2 separate regions of the Xenopus tropicalis genome follow, and region 2 is linked to region 1. A link is a contact called in public Hi-C data. All regions are on one chromosome and are shown on one strand. Each heading gives the region's core, a stretch centred on a gene start, on an enhancer-like site or on the middle of the called end of the contact. The rest is flanking DNA. Distances are from core to core; before and after follow the strand shown. Region 1 overlaps inpp5a.1 (inositol polyphosphate-5-phosphatase A). Region 2 overlaps inpp5a.1 (inositol polyphosphate-5-phosphatase A).

Region 1 (5,874 bases), core at 3,303-5,802:
ATTAATCCTTATTGGAGGGAAAACAATCCTATTGTGTTTATTTAATATTTTAATGATTTTATGGTAGACTTAAGGTATGGAGATCCAAACTATGGAAAAAACCCTTATCCAGAAAACCCCAGGTCCCAAGCATTCTGGATAACAGGTCCCATAGCTGTAGTTCAAACACCCCACTGTAATTACATCTAATGGGCATTACTATTAGACCTTTATTCAGTGGACTCAATACTATTTGCTGAGAAATCTTACCTTTAGAAGCAGTTCCTTAGCAGAATGGGACATTAAAATCCGGTCACACCAAGCTGGACATCTTGTGTTCATGTACTGCTTTCCTTGACTGCTGTCTTCACTGTAAGGGTAACTAGAATAGGGAGAATGACGACACATCAGCATTTGTCTATGACTGGCCAGTTAGATTCATATATTAGAATGATTAAATTACATGTTACTCATGTGTAGCATTTATAATTATACATATATCAATTATCACTTTATGATCCCTACAGTGTTTACTTACCTTCTCTTAAGCAACACTGACAAACTACCAGTTTAGGGGATGGGGATTTTAGTGTTTAGTGGGGTCCTTTGCACCCTTAAGACCCAACCTTATGGGCCATAGGAGGGTAGATAAAAAACGAAGATAGCATTTGGACCTAAGGGCCCTTTTGATTATTGCCTGATCCTCTTTTCAGTTATTATATATGAATTTAACTCTAACCTTCACCCCCCATACCCTATTGCAGACTAAAACCCTCTCCCAGAGTCCTATTGGAAAGGGTTGCAGTTATTGGACTTCTGACTCTCACAGTGCTCTTGTCTATCATGATTGATACTAAAATGTTACATCAACAAAACCCAACAGTAAAATTGTCTCTTGAACTATTTTAGCCCAAAAGACAAGGGGCCACTAAAAAACAAAAATGATTTTTTTTTTTAATAGAAAAAAAGTAACAACTGGAAGTCCCTCTTCTATTTGTCTCCCAGGAAAAAAGGAGAGAAGCAAGCCTACTATAAGCTTTCATGTTCCCATCAGGCCCGGACTGTGGGTTCTGGCAAATGCCAGAGGGGCTGCTGTAAGATGCCATAGACAGTCACTATTTATTGGGCTGGTGGGCTGTTTGGGCCTCTGTCTACTTGGAATGCCAGGGCCTAATTTCAATCCCAGTCTGGGCCTGGCTCCCACAGTAGACTGTGGTGGGAACTAAAGGCCTAAGTAACATGACTATGACATGACTATTTATACAGTTATAAATCCTAAATCACAAATGTAGCAGGTTTAATGGGGGCAATGTTAAAGACTATTATTATGTACTTGATGGGAAAGAGCAGTGTAAAGAGCAAAGTACAGTTCTCTCTTCCTTGATTTTTTCCACCAAAACCAAAGGACCCTGAAAATGCTCAGCATTTGTAATACATAATGTGTCCAGTGATTCTCAAAAGCACAAATATTTGACGCAATTTATGAAGTTACAGGGCCCCTAAAGCACCTGCTTCCAGCAAACCCATACTAGAAATGTGTCTTTCTAGGAGCACAAGCACATCCTTGCTACTGGGCCTTCAAGCAAAGTCATGCCCCTAAACCTTAACTATAACCTGTATTACATGCCTATATCAGCTGGGACCACTCCTGGGCTCTACGGCTGCTGGAGTGATCTGTCTCTATTGTTTAGGCTCTGGGGATGTGGCATGTGTGGCCTTCCAGCAGCTGGGAACACTAGGAGTCAGATTTACAAGATAGAATATTCCTGACAGTCTGATACACCCTATAAATTAATAAGCATTGCATTAAATTAAGTTAATGGGGGCATAGAGATGCTGGAATGAAAAAAAAAAAATCTGAGATAGTCTGTGTTCTAACGGGCAGTAACCATCGTTACTTCCATAACCGCCAACCCTGTGGAATATAAAGCCACGAACAGCTGGACGGTAACAGTCTATTCCTCTGAAAATGTAATCACCCTGGATAAAACTGTAATTTCTGTCCCAGAAAGCAGTCCAAACCAGTGAAAACCAATAGAAAAAAAAATCTGCATTAAATTTCAGTTATTGAATGCCAGTTTTTTTTATGCCAACTTGAACTGCAAAGCAATTTAGCTTGGTGAAGTAATAATGAAAATAAATTAACTGATGCTTCAATCGAAAAGTTATTTACCACCCTGCTTGGCGCGATAATATAATACAATTCACCCAAATGGGTTTACAAGCTAGTCTGCCATTAAAAAGACATTAGCTGTGGCACACAGCCAAGCACAGTGCGTATTGGGCTTGCATTGTGAGTAACCATTGGTATCGGTACGTTTCCACCCCATCAAACCTTACAAGACTCATTTTCCAAACACATTACCGATTCAATTTGCTACTTCAGTGCAACAGACACTCCGCGCTGTTTATGAAGATCTGGGAAACAGTTTTATAAAACAGGGAAAGTCTGTGAAGAAGATGTACAGATGTCTGGGTGGGATTGGAGTCACAAAAGAGGTGAAAATGTTGCTCTGGAGGAGTAACCCACAGCAACCAATTAGAATTTTGCTTTTATTAGACTTACTGAGGTTGACAAATTAGTCCTAATTGCTGACTGGTTGTTAAGGGCTACAGCTCCAGAATAATTTCTCCCACTCACACTGATAGAAAATGGCCGAAAAAGCTAGCCTTTATGTGCAGCGCCCGGCTCACTAAACTCAAAGTACCAGCTCAGAGCCCACTTTACCTTAAAATAGTTAAAGGTTGTAGTTTTGCAATCCGCATATATTCAATGTATACACTCATTTACTGTACAGCACTGCAGAATATGAGGGTTAATATGTATGTGTTAGGCTCAGAGGGGCTTACTGCAATGCCCTGAAGAATCACAAGTGCTATACGTTCCTGAAGCCCTTACTCATATATTTGTGATTTTTAATTAAAGGAACAGTAACGCCAAGAAATGAAAATGTATCTCCTTTATATAATGTATACAGTTTGGAAGCGAGTGGATACCCCATGTATTAGCAGGGTACTTCGAGGAGTAGCACATCAGTGTAAATAGGTAGTAGAGTCTAGTAAGTCCCAAAAGTCATCACTTATTCACTTTACTAATAATTAAGGTAACCCTCTCCTATATGATATATATATTTTTTCTTATGGGAGGGACAACACTTAATATGCAACTGGGATAATTCTGGCCAAAGCACCCAGCTTTTTTAGAAGAACTATTGTTTTACAGGAAAAGGTCCACTGTCCCTTTAAGATAAGGCCATGAGAAATACAACTGCGCCCAACACTATGCAGCCCAGCATTATGGAATATAAGGTTTGCATCCCTTATCTACTTTATATAGAAGTACTACTACAAGGGTTTGATTGAAACTATTTTAGTGGCAAGTAAAACTGGCCATACAGTGGGGGATGTGCAAAGTACTTTATTAATCAACCATCAGGGATGGCGCCATAGATGTCGATGGACCAACTGGGATCAGATCATATGGTATGCTGAAAACAGCCATCCCCAACAAACAGTGCCACACTTACCCAGAAGGTCAGGCAGTATTGAACCAGAATGAGACATATAGCTAAATTCTCTTGAATCGTTTGCCCTGGCTATATGGAGTCTAATTAGACAAGTCAACTTGCTACAGAATATAAAGTACATACATACACTGTATGTACACTGGAAAATAAAGTCAGCGGTTGGCTTTCACCAGATACATAATGAAGAACAATGTTATGACTAAGGAGGTACTTTCAAGGCTTAGAAGCACCTAGAAGCTTACCTAGCCAATGATCGATGTTATAAATCCCAAGAAAGGTTACTAAAAGATAGAGTACTGCTGAGGCAACTTGGCCATCATACTCACCTATTGGCCATGAAAAATATTCACCGGTACAGATGTTTATTTATTTGATAGATTTAAAGAAGAAAAAAGCTGTAGGGTATAGGCAATGGGCTAATGAAATGCAACAGTCTATCTATACAGCGCGGCTGACACTGGCTTCTTCTCCTGACCTCCGGCCCTGGAACTCACTGTGGCTACTGGGCATGTACTGGTGGTCCAACTAACTGGTATTACTCGACATTTTCATAATAACAATGACATGGTTGTAGTGGTCTCAGCCATATTATTCTGAATGTTTGAATAAATTGCCCATGTTTGCAGTTACATTTTCATGGGAATATGCTGAACACTAGCTGAAAGAGCTAGTTTCTGTGTTTTCTCTGTGGTTAAACAGTTGCCTCATGATAACTCCATAGAAAGTTGTAGGTAACAATAAACAAGTCCATGTAGATAAAAATAAGTGCTCTCTCGATCCCCTCGGGCCTTGTATCAGTTAGTGACTTGGTGTATCAGAATCAGAGAATCAGAGATTGCGATGCCAAACAAATAAAGGCACAGGAAGGTTTTCTTTTTAATTCTCTGATGCCCTCATTCCCAAGGGTAGTTCAAATGGAAAGAGACACTTATCTGTCTTTTCCACATGTTTAAGATTTTACCCTTTTAAGCCCTATTATAGAGTGCTATAAACAAGAAACAAACATGATGTGGCAACAATACTGGGCAATTAAAAGCACAATGCGTTTAATAGAATGAGAAGCATGACAAAGAAGCCTCATAAACCCATAATAGGGCCATTGTCTTCATTGCTTATTGCTTGGCTTCCAAATCAATGAAAACATGGCATTGTTATGTCACACACAATGTGTCCACAGAGCAGGTTTTCCAGTTGAAATGACATTTTGCACAACATTTAATAAGACATGATTGCCATATATAGAGATATGTAGGAATATCCAGTAACAGGTCCTTGTTAAGCAGTGACCATGGTTTATAAAGAGTCAATGTTTAGTTGGGGGAGTCTAACAGAGAACCCAACTGCCTTTTCATTTGTGCTTCTAATTTTCTCGAATTACTGCGCCCTCTCTTCTCTACCATTCTTCATTGCTTTTTTCTCCCCTTTTTCTATTTTTCCCCTTCTTTTACCTTTTCACCTACCTGTCTGTATATTTTCTCTATTTTTTACTCCCATTATTTCCCTTATCTTTTTGCCCTTCTATCTTTTTTTGCCTTTATTTCTCTCTCTTTCCTGCTCTCACATATTTTTTCCAGTTTTCCCATCTGTCGCCGTTTATTTTCACTTTCTCTCCAATGCAGAGCCTTTCGGATATTTCGAGTAAGCCAGCCCTACTTTGCACCTACCTACACTTATGTGAAAATGTGGTCTTAACAGTCATTTAGGCATAGAGCAACCCAAGAGAGCAAATGATCCTTCAGTCTAAGTCCCCATATATTTGCAACTTTATTTACTTTGGACTTGACCTTAAAGTGATTGTTGAACCAACAAAAAGCATAAAAACACTGCTTTAGGCAAGTAGCTGTTTGAAAGTCAGGGTCAGGGACATTTTTGCAAATGGCACATTGCAACTGGATGTGACTAAGCACTTTGTGCTGTGTTATTCTAAACGTACCAAGATATGGAGCTAGCTGGAGCAAACAAGAAACATTTCGAGATTGTCCTTTATAGGGCAAAAATTCTGTAATTTTTTTTCCCAATTAATTGAAGAATTGAGTGGTATTCTCTGGTCTAGCTTCTTGGATGTATCTCTTATTTAAACTGAATCTAGAGGGTAAACACAGACCTGCAAACATACAATGTGTTAAACAGCTGCTGCTTTGCAAATGCTACATCAAAACCATGGTGACCAGACTAACAATAACAGTTGCCATAAAGGGGAGGTTAAATGGGCAATCCAGTAACACAGGGTAAATAAGGCTTGAGTCATAACTTCACACAGCATGCACAGTAAAACTGGTCAATGGGCTAATGGCTTTTAATTTAGGATCTTTTATGGATATGCATTTGCACTACAGTGCAACACAGACTGGGCTAGTGGTTTAGATCT
Region 2 (6,032 bases), core at 1,799-4,298, 66 kb after region 1:
CTGTATTACAAAATATTTTAGCGCATGGGTTATCCAACACTTACAGCCCTGCCAAAAACATTCATGCTGTCGTCCCGTTCTAGGGAGAATCACTGGTCCCTTTCTTTGGGTTCCCTACCAGCAATCCCTTTCAGTTGCTTCTGTAGTGTGCTGCCTTATTTCCTAAACTGCCATGTATCTGTATCTGAGGCAACTGGCTGGGTAGGCGCACAGCTCTGGTGGGAAAACCTTAGGCAGGTACAATGTGCCACAGGAACTCTCAATTATAAAGGCACCACAGTTCACAAAGGGGAACATCCCCAAAATGTTGTGCACAAAGTCCTTTAATACAAATAATTGCCCCTGCTCAGAAAAAAGCTTTCTGTATCAGGGAAATAAGGGTAATGTATTAATATATGCAAAGATTGCTCCAGGACTAGGACTAGGTCAAATATTGCACTTAATAAACTACGTCACTACATGGAGTCAAACCCTAATAAAACTATACCTTGATAGTTTATATATTATGTGGCCTATTACCAAACTGGAATATATATATATATATATATATCAGTAAATATTGCCCTTTGATATCTCTTCCCTTGATGGGCTGTGTGCTCCCTCAGAGGTCACCTAACAGGAAAAAATGCATCCTTGTAGATTGTAAACTCTTTCGGGCAGGGCTCTCTTCACCTCTTGTATCGGTTATTGATTGCTTTATATGTTACTCTGTATGTCCGATGTATGAAACCCACTTATTGTACAGCGCTGCAGAATATGTTGGTGCTTTATAAATATATGTTAATAATAATAATAATAATAATCTCAAACGGTAACAGGAAGTAGTGTGGGAGTAAAAGACAGAACTTTGCCCATTAATTGGCTGATGCGGCCTACCATGTTTGTGTACACCTTAAATCATATTCCCAGGAGGCATCCCTTTGTAATAAAATGAAAATGGTTTATATAGATGAAGCAGGGTTTCACATGAGTTGTTTTATGCAATATACTTTTTATAAAGACCTACATTTTCAGGGCTATAGTTTTTCTTTTACAACAGAAACATAATTTTGCTTTGGTTTTGAATTATCAACACTGGCTGGTTGCTAGGGCAAGTGACTCCCTAGAAACTAGATAATAGTTTAAATTCCAAACTGCATGAATGTAAAACAAAAGTTAAACCATCCAAAAAAAGAAAAAGCATAAAAAATGAAAACCAACTGCAAATAATCCCAGAAGCTACAGGCTAGCTCATACAGTGAGTTCATTTCAGTGAAAATCTGTGGGTGTCACAATACAGCATTTTCACTGGCTTAGTAGCTCTACATTTGATGGGGAGACGCGCGCCTGATTGCAGGAATTGGTACAATAAAAACTTAGAGTTAGATTTTAAAGATTAGTGTCAGGAAAAATGTGCCGCTTATACCCAAAATAAATACTAAAAGCGGAGATAAATTAAAGTGGCTTCAGCCATTTTGCAGCTTTATGGCTGCAGCTAAAGATTTCAGGAATGCTATTACATGAAGAAGCCATAAGTTCTCCCTCTCAGGACATCCATTGGTCCACAACAACAAATGCATCATAACAATAAGCGGCAGGATAGCGTGATTCATATCACAAAGGGTGAACAGAAGGTTAACTAGTAACAATGTTATCTGGGTATAAAAATATCCACATACATCACAAAAGACTGCTCTAACAGGCAAATTTCCTAATGAAAGTGGGTTTCTTTAACCAGATCAGTAGAAGAAACAGAGTCATTTAATAACTTGTGGCCCCCCAGGATCTAACTACAGCCTATCAGTGACACTACATATCTAGTGTAATTATTAAATTATTACTGCTTAGAATACTTAACTGATGTCACAACTGGTGACAAGGTATTAGGGTGAAGACACACAGAGCTACTTAGAAGCAGCTACTTGTCACGGCTACTAAATGCCAGAAAATACCCTGCCATGGAAAATACTGAGAATTGTCTCTGCTAAAACACATCAAAAAGAAAGCCACTGATTTTGCATATAATTTGAAGAGCCATGAATATTCTGTAAATTATATCCTTATAAACAATTCTTAGTCATGTCATCAGTTGGTGCTTAGTGATGTAATTTCTGTTGGATGGCTTATTGAAACATGTGTATTATAATAAAGTACCCCTGCTGAATATTAAAAATGACCTTGGAGTTCCATGACCTGGATACATATTTTTATATTGGTCATGGAACTCTGAGGTGACTTTTAATATCCTTATATTTTACAAAAGGGGTACTTTATTCACTATATAAATAAAGCTTAGTGAGGATGCTTAGTGATGTCCTTGATGTCTCATGACTCACTGAAATTGTTTTATAAAAAAATGTAATCTTGTTGTAAAATATTTAACTATTAGAAGCCAACTTGGTGTTCTGTGACTTGTAAATGGCCATGAAATTCTAATATTTTACAGTAGGGTGTACAATATTCACTATTAAAACTTTCATAAAGCCTATGTATTGCAGCCTCTAGTTGATGAAATGCATCAGGATTTCTAGCTGACGAACAGTTGAAAGACTGCAGTTGGGGGGCAAAATGTTATCATAAAATATGGTCATATAAAGAAATCTTTAGAGCCATTGGCAAGGCTGGGGGGCACAAAACTACTTTTTGGAAAATAAATCCCTCAGTTATGCTTCATGGTGGTGACAATGAATTACACACACAACTGCGGTGTTAAAATTACATTATTTTATCTTTTTCAATCTTGAAATTGTTTTTGCTCAAGAAATGATGACCACCAAAATGTATCCCCTATACAAAAAAAACTCTTGCGTATAAAAGAGAACTTTTCAAAAGTTTTCTCCAGAACAGTTTTGTATTTTAGTGACTGGGAGGCTATTACTAGACTCAGTGAGAAAGGCTCAAGGAAAGGATCCTGTGCTGGAATCTCTCACTATACGTTTTCTCCAGCAGAATAAAAAAGAGCAAATAAATTCTTGCAATGTGAAAGTGGGAGGCGGCAGAGCATGATTCAATGTGACAAGGGGCACACTGATTTGGCTAAACATTCCTTAAGGCACTTTGTAAGGAGGATCAGCTGCATTATTCCCTTAATAGCCATGGCTAATGCAATAGCCCAGAGGCCTTTGTCCCAAGGAAAGGTATCAGCTGCAGGTCAGAAGGTAACATACTGTTTACACGATTATTTCCTAAAGCACTTATCTAGCATTCGGTGTGAAAGTTGACTTTACTTTTTGTAAGGAGCCCTCAAGAATTGAAGGAATGGGAAAAATTAGCCACACTGAGTTGGACCTGAATGGTTTGAGGTGGGAGGTCTGAGAAAGCCCCTCTGTGGCTCTCAGCGGGATACCTTATTAGTCGCGTCATTGCAGTTCATTCAAGCAAACCACAACAGTGTCACCAACATTCCCACACAAAGACAAAGTTCTTCACACAGTCTATAAACATGCTTTCTCTGGCCAATTCATCCTGCCTTGACACTGCTCAAAAAGTTCACTCTCTCTTTTTAAACACAGTTAAAAAAAAAATTACAAATAAGCAAGAACCATGCATGGATGATTTTCACAGAACAAGAGTAGAAGCAACCTGCAAGGCAGGCAAAATTCACGTTAAAATAAAAATGAAAGGGAGTTTCTTTACAATATGATGTTGTGGTGAGGATTTTTATGAAAAGGAGAAAAGGGACACAAGGTTTGCATTCCCTTTTACAGAATATAAAATAGGACTGTAAAATGTAATTACACTGAAGAGATGTCTAGGATATTTTCTTAGGTAAAGTTTCACTTACTTTACATCCTAAAAAAAACATTTACAAAAGCATTTGTCAAGCATGTGAATAAATCATTCTCAAACATGGCTGCCTCCAGCAACTCCAATTTGCAAGGTTTTGCCAAGCAACAATAATGCATCTTCCAGGACACAGTTTGGGGCTCTGTAATTGGATAGTGGGCCTTGTTTGAAGAAGCAATTTAGTTGGTTGGATTTAAATGGATGTTAAAATCTACTTTCCATTCATTTCTGATAGTTCACACAGGCAAAAAAAATAAAGAAAGTTGCATCTCTTCATAGTTTTTATCTGCTCCAATAAATCCAAAATATACGTATGCATAAGTGTATTAGTCTATATATATCCTGTTATCCAGAATGCTTGGGACCTGGGGTTTTCCAGATAAGGGATCTCTCTGTAATTTGGATCTCCATACCTTAAGTCTGCTAAAAATCATTTAAATATTGAATAAACCCAATAGGATTGTTTTGCCTCCAATAAGGATTAATTGTATCTTAATTGGGATTAAGTACAAGGTACTGTTTTATTATTACAGAGAAATAAATCCTTTTAAAAAATTAGAATTAATTGCTTATAATGGAGTGATATGGCAGATGGCCTTTCCATAATTTGGAACTTTCTGGATAATGGGTTTCCGGATAACGGATCCCATACCTGTGTATATATATAAAAATATATTTCATGTGTTTATATAAACAGATCACAGCTGACCACTGAAGACTAAAATGTCAGTAAGTTAGGGTCTCCCACAAGTGTATGAGACAGGTCAGTGGCTGACAGGAAGTAACCGGGACTTTATTCTCTGTTTTGAACATTGCAGGTCTCTTTTATCAGTGTTATTGACTGAATACTGCAATTTTAAATAGTAAAGTCCATCCCTCTGGCTTGTATGAGGTGCTGTGGTCACACACAAATCAACAACATGTGCACATTAAAAGAAAAGCTCTGTGTCTTTTAATCACATTCTTCTTCCTGTTACAAAGTGAACCCACATTATTTCCTGTCAGGTGATCAGTGAGTGACACACAGAGCATCACAAAATGGTGGCTCAAGAGAAAAGATGTAAAAAGGCCATAGTTATTGATATGTATATACAAATTTGACAAGATAATTTGATAAGATATTTATTAGGATATAAATCCTGCATTATGGGAAATAAATGTGGTGAGCTCTATTATCCCCATAGAAAATGCCTACTGTAGTTCTTTTATGAATAAGCACAGGCAAAGAGATATGTTCTACTCATATATTATGGTAAGGCATTTTAAAATGTCTGTCACAGGCAGATAGGAAATGTCATTTGTATATATATATATATATATATATATATATATATATATATATATATTATTATTATTTATTACTAACAAAGCTCTGCCTGATTATCATCATTTATTACCAACAAAGCTCTGCCTGATATAATCTGAACAGTTTAATTATTAAATAAATAGCAAAGGGAAATGCTTTACGGCTTTCTATTTTGTAAAAAAAAAAAAAATATGGCAACTTGGCATAATTTTCTAAGAATTAAACGAAAAAAAGGTAAGAATTTAAAACAAAGGGTGCTTCAGTTTGGTGACTGGGTAAAAAAAACAAAACAAAAAGGGCATGAACCAAATATTTAAGGGGAGATTCAGATGGCTAAGTCTTTAATCCTGTTTGTTTTTGCTTCCAGGAGCCTTTGAACCAGCAGAGTCCATTTAAATATAAATCTTCTGAAAATTCTAGGGCCCGATTGTTGGGAATCAGGTCACTTAGCATTGTGTCAGATCAGCAAGGTGCAGAGAGGGCTACGAAAGTCAGACACAATGGGGATTTTTGCATTCCAGCAATGTGCAAAGTATCACTGGAACACCCAGCTGGCCACTTGGACAACAAAGAAGACTTTCACTAGCCAAAGTTACTAAAGGTCGCTTGAAGGTTACTGGACCAAGTCGTACCCCGTGATAATCAACTTTGGGCTTTTTAAACTACATTATTTTATACACTATAACAAACATCTGAAGAGATACAAAAGAAGTTTAAAGGGGAACTCCAGCTACCTGAAAAAATGTCATTCTAAACAACTTTCCAATTTACATTGTTTAAAGATTTTCAGTTATTTGTAAATTAATTTGTAATTGGAATTTAAAGCAGCATCTGTCTGTCTCTTTCTATTCTCTGCTTCTGAATATAACTATGCAGCAAAAAAATTCAGTTCTCCTCAAGGGCTGTTTATCAGCTTTTGCTACTCTGTTTTTTATTTATATAAACTGCTTTTAACAGCAAT

What was found. Hi-C and Micro-C count contacts between places; a contact is called where the count stands out from the background.
Region 2: a contact with region 1 is called in a Hi-C map of neurula embryo, with 1.5 times the contacts expected there. The contact joins two enhancer-like sites. A contact is called at or near these places in 2 of 5 Hi-C or Micro-C datasets (brain and neurula embryo).

The regions. Positions count from the first base shown.
Region 1 is chr7:20,521,384-20,527,257 of UCB_Xtro_10.0, forward strand. It overlaps inpp5a.1 (inositol polyphosphate-5-phosphatase A), which reads right to left. Exons shown (of 17, transcript NM_001016205.1): 14 at 250-361. Among named protein-coding and RNA genes, the nearest start is that of nkx6-2, 37 kb to the left of the region's middle. Within about 2 kb of position 4,553, at least 1 of the 11 cell types and tissues checked has an H3K27ac peak or open chromatin away from gene starts, as enhancers often do. A contact at or near this core is called in neurula embryo, where this site is marked.
Region 2 is chr7:20,589,098-20,595,129 of UCB_Xtro_10.0, forward strand. The region is part of intron 9 of inpp5a.1 (inositol polyphosphate-5-phosphatase A); the gene reads right to left. Among named protein-coding and RNA genes, the nearest start is that of nkx6-2, 100 kb to the left of the region's middle. Within about 2 kb of position 3,049, at least 1 of the 11 cell types and tissues checked has an H3K27ac peak or open chromatin away from gene starts, as enhancers often do. A contact at or near this core is called in neurula embryo, where this site is marked.